Regions from separate parts of the Danio rerio genome. Here region 1 is linked to region 2. A link is a contact called in public Hi-C data. All regions are on one chromosome and are shown on one strand. Each heading gives the region's core, a stretch centred on a gene start, on an enhancer-like site or on the middle of the called end of the contact. The rest is flanking DNA. Distances are from core to core; before and after follow the strand shown. Region 1 overlaps LOC141375657 (a long non-coding RNA gene). Region 2 overlaps LOC141375657 (a long non-coding RNA gene).

What was found. Hi-C and Micro-C count contacts between places; a contact is called where the count stands out from the background.
Region 1: a Hi-C map of an unstated tissue shows a contact between it and region 2, with 3 times the contacts expected there. The contact joins two enhancer-like sites. A contact is called at or near these places in 2 of 18 Hi-C or Micro-C datasets (caudal fin and an unstated tissue).

What each region holds. Positions count from the first base shown.
Region 1 is chr8:33,400,724-33,403,423 of GRCz12tu, forward strand. The region is part of intron 4 of LOC141375657 (a long non-coding RNA gene); the gene reads left to right. Among named protein-coding and RNA genes, the nearest start is that of gadd45ga, 44 kb to the right of the region's middle. Within about 2 kb of position 1,383, at least 11 of the 62 cell types and tissues checked have an H3K27ac peak or open chromatin away from gene starts, as enhancers often do. A contact at or near this core is called in caudal fin, where this site is marked.
Region 2 is chr8:33,327,988-33,330,687 of GRCz12tu, forward strand. All of the region lies in intron 1 of LOC141375657 (a long non-coding RNA gene), which reads left to right. Among named protein-coding and RNA genes, the nearest start is that of unm_hu7912, 30 kb to the left of the region's middle. Within about 2 kb of position 1,279, at least 36 of the 62 cell types and tissues checked have an H3K27ac peak or open chromatin away from gene starts, as enhancers often do. A contact at or near this core is called in caudal fin, where this site is marked.

The DNA of each region.
Region 1 (2,700 bases), core at 133-2,632, 73 kb after region 2:
ATTTGGTGATGGTTTTACAGTTGTTAACTGTATATATGATTAAATGATGCAGAATTTGATAATTAAGTTAATGTACCTAATGATGTAATGACATCGCCTTTAAAATATTGTAAATGTTGGTCCAACTACCTTGTTAGGGTATTTGTAATCCCCAGCATGCTTTGCGTGGGATTGAATTAAGAGATGGAAATGTTGACAATAAAAGTAATCTTAGGAGTTTAAAGTTAATAGAAAACTTGTTAAAAGTTTAATCTTCACTTTAGTTTGAAGATTTAGAAGACTTTCATGTAATGCTTTGAGTTGTGAGATTACCACCTTGCAGAAGCACCCATGCTTTGGGTATTTGCAGCTTAATTAGTAAAGCTGCCATTTGTTGCTTTGCTTAATGAGCAATAACTGTCTAAAATTATTTCTGTGATCAGTCTCAATCAACTGTATATGTAACCCATTAAAAATGCTTAAAAATGGCTCTTTTAGTTTATTTACGATAACTTCAATTAAAATTAACTGACTTCAAAATGTATCACACATAATAGACACAAATTATATTATCCGACCTTTGAGTTTAAGTTAAATAAAAATACAAATGTATTTAAACTTTTATTTGATTTCATGTTGGATCAACTCATTTGCATTTAATTGTGTTAATAGCTATTTTTTTAGTTGGTGCTAAACAAATTTATTGGATTTATTGGAAATCCTGCCCTTAATTCGATTGATGTTATCCAAAGAGGTTTTTATTTTATTTTTTATTTTTGAGTGTATTATGTTAACAGCAAATAAATGAATGATGACTAATTTTGAAAAATAGTTTTACACTTCATGGATAAGGATTATTTCATACAAGCCAAGTGTGTATAGAGCAAATGTGAGCTTGATGAGTCAAGAGCGTCTTAACAATCCGCTTGCTGAGTCATTTTCTGCAGCCACTGATATTAAAAAGAGACCTGCCGTGTTTGAAACCGACACTCGTGCGCTCTAGTAACCGAAACGTCCCTTTTACTGCTGTGTAACCTTTTAAACAAAGCTTTACCATTGACAATAATTACACTGGATCAGTGATTCGAGCACCTCAATCGTCTCCTCCTAAAGAAAAAGTTCTTCAAAAGTGTGATCAAAGAGATTTCGGTGCATCTTAAGTTGTCTTTTTTTCTTCTCCAAAGACTTCAAAGGGCACCGTCTTACAACAGCATAGGCTCAAAATAAAGGACTGAGGTATAGATGTTCAAACAGACTATAGTCGCATTCACGCTTAGTTTCTGCTCTTTTCATGTTTCTGCCCACTATCTTTCTTTCTTTCCCTCTCTTTATCTCCCTCTCTCTGTCTTTGTGTAATGCTATGACAGCAGGGTGAGTCAGCTGTCTTTGAGAGCGCTGGAGTTTCCTAACACCGACCGCTGCTGTGCAGAAACATGCAGCTCTTCCCGGCACTCATTAACCCTCACCTGCAGCCAGTGCTGAACATAAATCAGGCACTTCAGTAAAAGCACAGAAACCCTCATAAAATCTTGCTTAAGACAAAGAATTGAGCACACTTTTTCAATTTCACTTGAGTCAAGGAACAAAAGTAGTGAATTTGATTTGTACTTAAGGACTAAAGTTTTTTAAAGTACTTATTGGTTAAAGTTTATTTACATTTTGATTACACTAATACATGTCAACGTACCCTAACCTAACAGTGTACTTATAATCTATTGAGAAATAGTTGGTATGTAGATGCAAAGTAAATTAAATTTAACAAAATGTGTTAAAAAGACCATCAAAATAAAGTGATCTTATTAATAAGCAGCAAATTCTGATTCAATGAGCTAAAAGTTATAGTTAATAGCTTGTTAGTAGTGAAAATTGCACCTTAAAATAAAGTTTGATCAACACTTGTCCTACATCGATAGTTAATGATAATAATAAATATAAATATACATTTATTCAATATATATATATATAGCCTACATATAGCCTGGTATATAAAAACAGTAAGTAAACAAAAAGTGTGTGTGAAAAATGTCAAAACTATGCATAAAGTCATGAAGCAAGTGTGTGTCTGTGTGTCAAAGAAAACTTTAAGAACATTTTAAGAACACTGTGTGACAGTCTGTCTATTCTGAAAGAATGTACAATTTAGTGAATTGTTAACTAGAAATGTACTCTAAATAGATAATGATCAGCACTGCATTGAAGTGAAAATTTGCTAAATATTTAAAGCAAAGAATCGTTAACTGCAGACTCTCGCTGATGATTTGAATCAGTTAATTGCTGCTTGCAGGCGCTGTCTGGATCACTTGAATCAGAGAATCGTTAACTGCATCTACACTCTGAATGGATTATTTGGACAAGTAAATATTTAACTGCAGACTCTCTCTGACCAGATGATTTGAATCAGTGAATCGTTAACTTCAGAGTCAGATCAGTTGAACCATCGTTAACTATAGACTCTCTCAGAATGAATCAATGGAATCAGTGAGTTGTTGACTCAAAAACAAATGTAGTCAGATCTCTCCAGTTGACAAATTAATAGTTCAGTGTGATTTGTGAATGGACTTGAACAGGTTAACTGACAATTTTTGATGATTTCTCCTGGTCAAAATTACTTTGTTCTCAATTTATAAAATGTAGTGTAATAAAAAAACTATATTTAGTCTTGGAATGCAGTGACGTAAATTTGGCTAAAGATAAAGAAATATTTAGATGAAGTCCAAATAC
Region 2 (2,700 bases), core at 29-2,528:
AACGTCTAGGTGTGAAAGCACCTCAAGATTTTATTTGCACGCAATAGATGAACAGTCGCAGCCAAATTTAACTTTTCGGGCCAGTAATGATCCTGTCTACTATCCCAAGCGTATCGCACACTGGCCCTGAGCCATCGGGCTGTCCGTATTGTCGAGCCCTGGTATATATTTGGCCCACAGCCCTCAATCCAGTTTGGTTTTTGGCCCTTTTATAGGAAAAACTTTAGGAACCCCTGCACAAATTGAACCACGGTTTCGCTATAGCTGGTTTAGCTGTGGTATGTGTTGCTTAAAACTGTGGTTGTGCAAAAGGTGATCAAAGTCCCAACAAATATGCTTTTACTACAATAACACCATGATTAATTACCAAAAATGCTCCATGACTACTTAGTGTTATTAGCTGTAGGCTAATTTTGTCTTTCAACTTTCCACACTTGGTTAAAAAGATTTTTAAAAATGTTTAAATAGAGTATGGGATTTAGAAATTTGGTTTCCTTTTGAAGTTAATATTAAAATATTAGCGATTGTGGTCTGTGGCAATATATAATATTTATTTATTTGGTCTTGATTTACATCAAAGAGTTTTTTAATAATACAGTTCTGACATGATTTAGTCACCCTCACATCTAGATATGTTGCACATGTTCTCCATTACGGCTGCAAATTTTGAAGCAAATCCATTCCAGATGGCGTCACACATTTGTATTATATCATAAATGCATAAATAGCCTGCACAATATGCAGAACATCACATATTTTCCCCAAATTGCCCATGTCAGATTATACATTTAAAGCATTCTGCAAAAGTAAAATGTGTTTTTACTGCCATTTTCATGTTCCAAGTGGTATAAATAATAATCTTAAACTAATATTATATATATCAGCTAATCAGTTTATTTCATTATGCAACATGTTCTATGATAGAGAAACCTAAAAGTAAGTATAAAAAAATTCCTGGAGGCAGGAAGGTGGAGGCTCAGAAGTGAGAGATGCTTGTTGCCGGGAAACAGAAAGCTGAGTGAACATCCAGGCACTTCAGACTGTGGGCAGGGTGATAAATGGAGGCTGCTGGGAAAGCATGTGTATAGTGAGCTGATACGCCAGCCTTCAGGAAGAATGCCACATAACGGGAAGGCTTCATCTTTATGCGTACAGTATCTGCTTTCCAGTGAAATAATTCAACACAGCTTGAAGACCTGCTCAAGCACACACACAATTATGCATAATTTAATTACATACACGTAAGCCATGTCCTAGTTTTTGCAGTTGCAGGAAGCTCTTTCTTCCACTAGATGGCACTACATTCCCATGTTTAATGCAGTACACAATCACTGGATTCACAAATCAAGATCCTCCACACCAAAGAGTATTAGAAGTTCATAAAACAGTGCCTAAAAAGAGAACGGCTGTTGGCGATGAAAGAGAAATACAGTTTTATATATATTTAATGTTCATTTTTGCACTTTATTAGCATATGTTCTCTGTGGCTCCAGTAGAGGGCGCTGGACAGACACTCTGTATGAGTCAGAATGAGTCACGAATGATTCATTTGCTGTAAGGGGGAGATGAGCTGCTGTTGTCTTTGTAAGCACCACATGCCCAAACACATCCCAGCCCACATGATCGCCAGGTGCTGCAAGCATGGCCAAAGCACAAGTCATCCCACAACTCTGGTGACAAAAGAGTGCTACAGTACTCATTTATGAATGTCTGGGTTTTACACTGCTGTGTAAAAATCACTCATAGTCGTGATGCTAGATTTTATCTCATTGAAAGATTTTTTTTCTTTTTTTGTGGTAGCATTAAAGTTGGTTTAGTGAGAGGGAAAAATGGAAATTCTGCAAAATGCTGCACTAGAAATATTTGTGCAGCAATTGATTTCTAGTTAAATGTATATAGTTCACTCAAAAATTAAAACTACCTCATCATTTTTTCACCCTAATGTGGTTTTGAACATTCATGCATTTTTTTTCTTCTGTTTAACACAAAAAATCTATATTTTGAAGAATACCGATTGCTGACACCCATTAACTTCAATAGTAGAAAAAAATACCATGGCAGTTAACCAGCATTTTTCTAAATATCTTATTTTGTGTTCAACAGAAGAAAGAATCTTATTATATTGATTACACTTTACAATATGGTTTCATTAGTTAATGTTTGTGTATTTGCAATATGAACTAATAATGAACAATACTTGTACATCATCATTTGAGCATAGTTCAACATTTCGTCACTTTAGAATTATAGGGTTCTATCTGACATTTTTGTCAAAACTGAGTTATTGACGTATTCTTATTAAATGACAATTTATTTACATTATTGGATGTTTTTTTTAGAAGTTGTTTACATTTTAAGACTTTTTATAAAAAAAATTGTTACTACTGTTTGCTATGAAATGCAAAAACTTTGAAGCTCAATATCTCAAAATCATTCAGGACGCAGATAGAACCTTATAATTCTAAGATGACGATTTACTAATGCATTATTAAAATCCAAATTTATGCTTGTTAACTAGGGTAAGGATTTGAAGATTGATTTATTTTTACTACACTGGATTTAAAATTGATCAGAGGAATCAGAGTTCATAAAATTCAAATGATACCCAAACCTTAAGTAACTTTAGATAATGCACCATAAGTTAACATGAGCTAACAATGACCAACTTTTATTTTCACTGTCTACACTGTAAAAAAAAAC